Regions from separate parts of the Ovis aries genome. Here region 1 is linked to region 2. Evidence: chromatin contacts called from public Hi-C data. All regions are on one chromosome and are shown on one strand. The core of a region is the stretch at or near the end of the contact, and the rest is flanking DNA. Distances in the headings are between cores, read along the strand shown. Region 1 has its middle 320 kb from the start of KLF6. Region 2 has its middle 330 kb from the start of AKR1E2.

Evidence for each region. A called contact is a pair of places that touch in the nucleus more often than the background predicts.
Region 1: a Hi-C map of liver shows a contact between it and region 2, with 2.3 times the contacts expected there. The contact joins two enhancer-like sites. A contact is called at or near these places in 3 of 16 Hi-C or Micro-C datasets (liver, muscle and skin fibroblasts).

What each region holds. Positions count from the first base shown.
Region 1 is chr13:43,862,160-43,866,886 of ARS-UI_Ramb_v3.0, forward strand. No RefSeq gene overlaps it. Among named protein-coding and RNA genes, the nearest start is that of KLF6, 320 kb to the right of the region's middle. Within about 2 kb of position 2,277, at least 3 of the 54 cell types and tissues checked have an H3K27ac peak or open chromatin away from gene starts, as enhancers often do. A contact at or near this core is called in liver, where this site is marked.
Region 2 is chr13:43,816,599-43,821,703 of ARS-UI_Ramb_v3.0, forward strand. No RefSeq gene overlaps it. Among named protein-coding and RNA genes, the nearest start is that of AKR1E2, 330 kb to the left of the region's middle. Within about 2 kb of position 1,508, at least 8 of the 54 cell types and tissues checked have an H3K27ac peak or open chromatin away from gene starts, as enhancers often do. A contact at or near this core is called in liver, where this site is marked.

The DNA.
Region 1 (4,727 bases), core at 1,027-3,526, 46 kb after region 2:
TTACTCTGTACCCGCAGGGCCGGGCCTGAGCACAGATGCAGCAGGCTGGGTGCCCAGACTAGAACACATGCACACACACACACGCTCACACACAGACTCACGCACACACACATGCTCACTGACTCACACACACAGACTCACACACACACACACACAGATTCACATACAAGCACACACACAGACTCACGCACACACACATGCTCACTGACTCACACACACACACAGATTCACATACATACTCACACACAGACTCATGCACACACACATGCTCACTGACACACACACAGACACACACACACAGATTCACATACAAGCACACACACAGACTCACACACACACACAGATTCACATACAAGCACACACACAGACTCACGCACACACACATGCTCACTGACTCACACACACAGACTCACACACACACACAGATTCACATACATACTCACACACAGACTCACGTACACACACATGCTCACTGACACACACACAGACACACACACACACACATTCACATACAAGCACACACACAGACTCATGCACACACACATGCTCACTGACTCACACACACACAGACACACACACAGACACACACAGGTTCACTTACAAGCACACACACAGACTCACACACACACAGACTCACACACACACAGAGATTCACATACAAGCACATACACAGACTCATACACACACACATGCTCACTGACTCACACAGACTCACACACACACACAGATTCACATACAAGCACACACACAGACTCACACACAAGCACACATACCCACTCACACACACACTGACACACACACACACATACACACAAATTCACATATACAGACTCACACACACACCCACACACATACAGAGTCACAGACTCACTTGATCACATACACATGCTCTCACACATACATGATTACACACACACACACGTACACACAGATTCACATATACAGACTCACACACACACCCAAACACACACATACAGAGTCACAGACTCACTTGATCACATACATATGCTCTCACACATACATGCTTACACACAAATGCACACAGACACACCCACACAATCATACACATACACACATATGCATGCACACTCACACACATGCTCACACACAGACTCACACACACAAGCTCCCATACACACTCACACATTCACACACATGTACACACATATGCATGGTGTCTAATTATTCACGTATGTTTTGCAGTGAATCGGGCACCTCATTTAACAGAACTGAGAAAAGAACTTGATTATGTGCCATCTCATTGCACAATGTTTATGAATTAAAACCAAAAGATTTTCGGTGCAGATGGCAGAGAATGCAGGTCTGCCAATCTGGCTCCCTCTGCAGAGTAACAAATCATATTTTAACTGCTCCAGAGAAAATCATTATACATAGTATAGTACTCTCACATAGAATCTTTTTGTTCTGTGATGAATAGCTTAATATAAAGAATTATCCCTAATTCATCTAAACAGGCAGAATGGCTTTTTCTCTATTTCCAGGTGAGGTGTTATTTTGAGGTGTCATCCCCTAATTCTCCTTTACTCTAGGCTCTGGAACCTCACATTCTGATGTTCCCCCAGGAGAAATTATAGCTCCGATAAGAAAAATTCTGATATTCGGCTGCCATTTACTATTCTGCTACTGAGGTAGGATAGAACCTGAAGTCAGGACCCATCACCCACGGCTGCTGAGGGAAAGGCCAGGGCCCTGGCATCAGCCTGCAGTGGTGTCTCTGGAGTTAAGGGAAGGTTCCTGCCTATTCTTCCTCTAGCCCCACGGCAGCCTGGGCCGCTCCTCTCCTGTCCTCTCTGCCCAGGTGCTGGCAGGGTCCTCCCTTGCATCCCTAATCTCACAGCCACCACCACAGCCTGTTGTCATCGCTCTCCTCAGCTTGCTGTGCTTTGGAGTAATGTTTTGTCTTTCTCAGTTAACAAGAGTATGAACTAAGTGAGAACAGGAAAGTGTGTCTGTTTGGTTCACTTTCATGGTAAACCCGTGTCTAGACCAATGCCTAGCACATAGAAAGTGCCCGGTAAATATTTGCTGAATTAATAAATCATCTGGTGCCGTGTGCCTCCAGATATCAGACTTTGAAAGTTAAATGTGACTTCATTCTTCTACACATTGTATCACAAAACCTTTGCCAAGTGATGAAAAGTTGAGAAGCAAGCCCTCAGTTCACTTCTGCTGTCTGCCGCTGCCCCACCCACTTTCTCCTGGGGTATCTGGCAGGCAAGGGAACTACCTTAGTCACATGGCTCTTCCCCTGGCAGGTATCCCAGTCCTTGCAGGCCTGCTGAGTGGGGCTCGCGTGGATGCCCGCACCAGTCCACCTGGGGACATACATCCCTGTGAGACTGGAAGACTGAGCAACTCTTCAGTGCTGGTTTATCTCTGGGCCCCTGGAAAGGCTTGTTTATAAGCTTGTGTAATGTACAGGATAATGTATGGTACATTTCTTCACTGATTCATCCCCTCCTATATCTGCATAGTCTCCTTTCAATTGTTTTGGAAACTAAAGGGAAGATGGTTTGCAAGGGGCGGAGGAGGTGAACGTTGAGAAATATCACATATCGAGTCTTCAAAACACTTGAAGTTTTTCACTTTTTTATGCTTCTGAATTTAATTACAAACCAAGACCAATATATGACACTTGAGATACTCTGGACCTCAATCTATCTTTCCTGTCTGCTTATCTATCTATCTACCAATGTACACACACACACAGAAACATGAATTTTACTCTGATAATTACTCAGAATCTCACCTTAGGCTAAGTCAGGTTTACATTTCAAACTACAGGAGACAAGATGACCTTCTTTCTGAAATGTTCAACATCTCAGACATACTGTCACAGAACACATAAATGACCTTTTATGAACGTTTTGGTTGAATATCTCTTATAATAAACCTATCCAGTAGATTACATAATAAGATCTGTGTGCTTTAAATGACATTTTCTTGAAAACATTTTAGAAAATAGTCACTAAAGCTCTGTAAAAGATTAGGCTAAATTACATTATGAAAGCTGACTGGATTCCATTATGGCTTAATATTTGAAAATAAATCTGTAATGACTTAGGATCTGTCTCCTAAACAGAAAAGAAAGGTGTATGTGAGGGTGTTTTCATGTAAATATGAAGAGCCCCGGGTTAACTGCTGCTGTTTCCTGCCTGCCACACAACCGGTCTTTTTGAGACAAAACTGTGTCTTTCTCTAGTTCTGCTGTTACACATTAACTGAGAAAGGTCAGAGGTTTCCGGGGCAGTCACTACTCGGCTGTCATTGATGACATGCTGAATTTCATGACTGCTTTGTGACATGTGTCCACTCCAAATAATATAAAACATCAAACATTCACAGCCAAGCAGTATCTCATCGTCTTAATTAGTATGGAGTGATACACACACGTTATTTTAAACATAACTGAACATGATAAATTTCTCCTGATCTTTGTCTTATAAAGTCTTCTCAACCGGTTTCTGTCTTGTCATTAATATTCTCTCTTTTAGTTTGAAACATACTTATGTATGTTAAAAACAGAGGCATTTGTACCGAGCTTTCTTAAGATTACAGTGAGGGTTTGATTTTCTTAAAGGAGTAAACTGAAAACACATATTTCTCCTTCCCACAATTTTATTTTCTTAATTTAATCTATATTATTATTATTGGCTGCTCTGTGTGACATGTGGGATCTAGTTCCCTGACCAGGGATCAAACCCAGGCCCTGGGCAGCGAGAACATGGGATGTAACCACTGGACCACCAGGGAATTCACAGTTTTCAATAAGGTTGATCAAAGCTACATTTTCACTTGTTTAAGTCTTTAGCTCCAACTAAAATATAGATTGTTATTGTTTAGTCGCTAAGGCATGTCTGACTCTTTGCAACCCTATGGACTGTAACTCGCCAGGCTCCCCTAGAATTCTCCATGGAATTCTCCAGGCAAGAACACTGAAGTGGGTTGCCCTTCCCTTCTTCAGGGGATCTTCTCAACCTGGGATTGAACCCCTGGCTCCTGCCTTGACAGGCAGATTCTTTGCCATCTGAGCCACCAGGGAAGCCCGATAAAATAAAGACATTGAAGACAAAAATAAATTGCACCAACAGCGTCTTATAAAGCAGAACCCTTTGTTTTATCTTTGCAGTTTATGTTGCTCCTTTATGCTATTCCTGATTTACAACCTTGTTCTGAGCTTGAAGTCTGTCTGTGGCATATGAAAATAGAAACAGGCAAATAAGCATTTAAATCTCACTGAGTGGTTCTGATCACTTGAATACTTATTATCCTGCTAGATCACTTCTGTAAAGACAAAAATAAGTAACATTCAAGATATGAGAATCTCAGCCCAAAATGAAGCTGCGTAAGGACCTCAATCCTGTACTCTAGTCAGAGCAACCATTTCCATCCTCTTCACTCTTCTATTTGAAACCACTTTTCCTTAAAGTTTTAAAAATGACAGTAGATTTCAATTTTCTGTTTTTAGTTCCTTAATTATCTCTTTTCTTCCTACATGGCTTACATCTTAAAAATCTAGTTTTGTCAAAAAATGTTCAGTTGAAACTTTTTAGGAGGCATACTTGTTACTGAAAAATTAATCAGCAAAAAAATCAGTGAGCTAATTTTAATGATGATTACTATTTTAATGGGGGAATATTTTTAGCTCTATCTGGAATGCAAAGATGCTCTGACTTGGTGAGATTGAAAGTGAGTACAAACTGCTC
Region 2 (5,105 bases), core at 258-2,757:
AAGGCCCAGGTAGCAATTCACAGAAAACAGAGCAAATGACCAAGGATGACTGAGCGGGCAGAACAGGCATGGGCCTGGGCTCTCAGGCCTACTGGTTACAGAAATGCGGTGGCAAGTGTTGAGCTGGTTTCCATTATTTTTTGAACAGTTGAAGAAGTGAAAGTCTAGCTCCTTGAAATGCAGAAAGAAACCACAGTGGAGCATCCTACGCTCTGCACAGCGCAAGGCAGCATCGTGGGAGCAGCAGCGTGGTTGGAGTGATGAGGGTGGGAGATGGGTCAGTGGGTGTGGGGGGCCAAGGAGCAGTTGGCTGCCCTGTCCTCTAGGACGCATTTGCCCAGACTCGGCCCTGGTCTGGAAACTGGCAGAACCTGCAGGGCTTTCAACAGAACCCCCAAGGCAGCTACTCTCTGATCCCGGGTCCCAAGCTTAGTGCTCTGATGTCACTGCTCTGGGGGAGGAGAGGGCAGAGATGAGAAGAGCAAGATGGGCCTTTTGTGTATTTATCTGAAGGTAACGATTATGTACTGATGCACTTGGCACAGCGGGTGTGGGCAGGGCCAGGGCTGGGCTCAGGGAACAGCTCAGCCAGCCATAGTGGAGGGAGCTGGAGCCCGCATCCTCTCTGGCCAGTCATTCTCCTAGAGAAGGGATGACAATGCCTGGGCTCCCTATGCAGCTGGATTGTCACAGGATGGTGGAGAGAACGTCTACAATGCACAGGCACTCACGATGTTCCAGACCCTTCTCTCTGTACATGTCATCTCTAAATCTCTAAAATCTAACTGGCAGTTATATGGTCCTCCTAGCCAGTGAGCCAAGAAGCCTCCTTACCAGGCTCCAAGAAGCTGATTTGCCGAAAGGCTCCCAGTCTAATAAAAGGTGGAGTGCATATCTGAGCCTGCCCCTGCTATCAGCACCGAGAGTCCTGGTTTGGGACAGCTTCAGTCCCGAGAAGACGGGGGCAGTAGTGACTCTGGTTCCGGCTCCAAATCCTTTTGCTTCTGCACTGTAGCTGGCATCATCAGACCCCAGTCTTAGGTTCTCTTCATTAATAGTTTTTCTCTTCCATTTCTACCTTGGGCCACATAACCAACCAATGCTAGAAAAGTTGCAAAAATGCTTTGAGACATTTTCCACTAAAATAAATACATCCATGCTTCCTGTAGACTTACATGCTCAGCAAAGATGGTGTATGCTAGGACTAGGGCTTTCAGGGTTACATACCCTTGTTTTCCTTTGTTTGTTTGTATTTAAGACAATAGGATCATTTGTTTCCATTTATAAGATAGGGAGAAATGGATACTTACTGCCATACACTTTCATACAGAAAAGATCAAGTAGTAAGAACATTTATTTTTAAAAGCTTGCACTACCAAGAATTGAACTTGTCAGCTGTGTCAAAGCTGAGGTCAGGTGTGTGAATCATCAGGAAGGGACACAAAGGTTAGTGACTATTTAAAGAAAGAGAGGGCTGCCCAGTCCCCGCCCTTGGGGCACAGCGAGCAGAAACAGTGTGTTCATTTCGCCCTGGAAGTTCCATCACCAGTCAGGAAGGGTCACTCAACCTAGACACGTTCTAAATATTTGTTTTTTGGGTGGGCAAGATTACTCAAAATAGAAACTTAGGCAGCTGGAAATTTCAGTGGCCTTAATATTCTCCCTGATTTCTAGCTTCAACCTGTACACACATATAACTGCAAAATACAATTTTGATAGCTCATGTCCAGCCAAAAGGAGAATAACATCTGTGAAAACACACCAAAGCTTAATGACACAGAGCGCTTATTCCACGGAAAAAAATGTGACTTTGATTCATTCTCAAGCTGGAATATATTTCCAAATTAAAATTTGTCTTCAGTTTTAGAGGGAGTTTTTATTACTAGAAAAAAGCTCATCCAGAAAGGAAAAAATAAAATTTTTTCCACTAGGCATGTGAAAAGTCATCAAACAGCATAAAAGATATTGGGCAAAATGCCACCGAGTTTAGTGAAAAGCGCTATCTTGGTAACCCAGTGTTGACTTTGACTGAGAGCAGTGGAGCCTCCTGATGACCTCTGTCCTTCAGTGATTAAGTATGTTGACAAACTTAAATAGAATCTCGCTAGCACTTGGAAAATGTAATGTATTTCCTGTGCATTATTATGGGAAAAAATAAACACATATATGAGTACATTCTTAAAGAGGAGAGTGGGAAATTATGCTATTCCTCTGGCCAGCTTCTCTAGATAGCAAATCAAATTGTTTTTTCAAAGCAAAAGGAGAATTTGAGCACACATGTGCCTCCTCTTTTTCCACTCTCTGTAGTGTTGATGTCACACAGTATATCATTTGAGTCTCAAAAGCATGCCAAATAATGAGTATTGCCACTCTTGCAAGGGAGAAGTCCAAGCAACTTGTCCAACTTTGGGACAAAGATGAATACTTCCTATATCCAGAAATAGTATGACTCATTCAGTCTGTTAGTAATTAAATGTTACTTCCATTTTAAAAGTTAGATTAATTTTAATAAAACACAACTTACCTATAAGCATGTTCATAGATTATCACAGCTGGCTCGGGTGAAATTTGTTCTCTTACTTCTTGTTTGCTTTCTAATCTGTGTCATTACTTTTCTTTCTAATCCAAAGTAACTTAGTAAATTATTCCCAAACTCTGATAACCTAGTTTTAGCTGCTGGTTTGCTATTATGAATGTCATTAAATTATTGCTGAAGAGTGACCTGGTGATCAGACTCCCTAAAATATACAAACACAAGCATTAGCTTGATTGGCAGATTTGCTTATGGGATTTTTTTCCTATTGAATGATTTAAAAAAAAATTACCTTTCCCTAAGAATACAGTGTGATAGATCCCCCTTTTACCTAGTAGTTCTGACATGTTATTATTTAGAATTATTGTGGCATGAAAACACAGCAAAACTGGTGTGTGGGATCGCGTATTCCTAGAAAGACTCAAGGATCAGAGCATGTCCGATCCTGAGGCTGCACATCCCCATGCCCTTTCTGTCTGTTAGACACACCAGACACAGTTATGTTTTGATACAACTGGACTTTAGGAGATAGAGGCCGCACTTTTCCTTCAGTTGTTAGTGGATATTGGAATTCAACTGTTCTGCAGAGACCAGGTGTCTGTGGGAGAACTTGGGTGGACAATGAACTCATCTTTCCCTGTTTTCTAGGTTATCAAACACTTAACATGTTATTCATGCTCCCTCTGAAAAGCTTTTAAAGATGTATTAATAATAAGTGGCTGAAAATAAACCATCGTTTGTAACTCTCATGGAGACACTAAGTGCTCATTTATTAGGAAGAGCAGCTCTGAAAACGAGCTGAGACCATGGATGTGGGGGCAGTGGTCTTCCTGTCACACACTCACCAAGCAGGCAGATGGAGAGAAGTTGTTCAGGGCAAATCTTGGCCTTGATTTCCCTCGAGGACCCTTCTGCTTAGCTGCAGGAATTCACGGTGGACTTCAGAGCCTTCTGGGTCCTCAGAGCAGGGAGCCCACGGGCAGTCACAGCTCATGACCCCTGTGATCCCACAGTGCAATCACAACTGTTGTGAAGCCAGAAAAGGAAGGGAGTGAGAGACCGGGTGCTTTGCTTCCCTGGGTGGGCATCTGCAGGTCACCCCCTGGACACACACCAGTACTTCTCACCCTGGCTGCTCTCCATGGCAGCCTGGACAGCTTGTACAGCATATGGCCCCCATCATTTCTAGTTTAATTGATATGGGAGATGGCAATTTTAACAAAGCTCACCAACTGGTGCTAGAATCACAGTGCCGAACTTCCCGTCTGGATCCATACCCACCGTCAAGAGATAGACCCTCCCATCTTGGGGAAAATGGAGGGAGGAATTTACTGCAGCTCTGGTGTGGCACAAAACAAACAGGCAAACAGACAACAAACCAATAATAACAACAGCTATAAGACAAAAAAAAAAAAAGAAAAGAAAAGAAAATGCCAACATCAGAGGGGGACAGAGAGAAGGAACAGGGTGGAGGGGCAGCCTTGTACAAACTCCCCAGCAGTGCTCTCCTGACCTCCTGAAGTGCTCTATTATTTATTTTCTCATAATCACATCCTTTTTGTATGGTTATTTAAACAAATCCCAGGGGTATATTTTGTAAATTACTTGAGACAACATTTTATCATACTTTCTCTCACATAGCACAGAACACAACTGCTTAATAAACACATGTTAAATACGCTCCTGCTTACAATTAAAAGTATGTGTGTGTGACATTGTCAAATAAAAATAAATCCAGACTCCAGTGTGGAGAGACTTTATTAGAAAAGACTATTGCAGTAGGGAAAACACATCAACCTCAGTGTCTGCAAGAATCACAGAATCCAACAGTGATCAGTGATCTGTTGCTAGAGAGGGGAGCAGGGCTACAGGACTTGGGGGTGGGCCCATGGTGGGGGCCAGCAGACAGCAGGATTGGGGTGCTCTGGTGGGAAGCCTTCCTCTCTGTGGTCAGCATGAGGACACTATGCTCAGTGAAACAGGAGGATGTGCATTGCATGTTTCCTTCCACTCATAGGAAGCATATAGAACAGTTAAATCGAAGACTGCAGTAGTGGTGAGCAGGGGCTGGGGAGAGGAAAGGGAGAAGTATTAATCAGCAGGCGCAAAACTTCAGTCAAACAAGATGAAGAGAATGCAGAGATCTGTAGGAGAGGATGGTCTCTAGACTCTACAATACGGGATTGTGTGCTTAAAATCTCTCAAGAGTCTGGATCTCATGAAGTGCTCTTTCTACACTTAAAAATGGTATAAAAAAGGAATCGGAGCTTAGGGGGCACATAGCTCATGATCCCTCTTATGGGCTGCATAGTTAGTGACCCCCTAAAATTCATGTTGGATTCCTAACCCCCGGGGCCTCAAAATGCCCCTATTTGGAGATAGGGGCTGAAGGTATCTGAGACTGCCACCCCAAAATGTGTACAGACTGTCTTGAGCTGGAGGTACCTGAAGGGCACAGATTCAGGGGGGCTTCCCCTGAAGTCTCTCATCTGCCAGAACAGGGAGCCTCCATAGGAACCTGGGGTTATAGGTCCCCTCCTGGGAGTTTCACCACCATGAGGAATGATTCTTG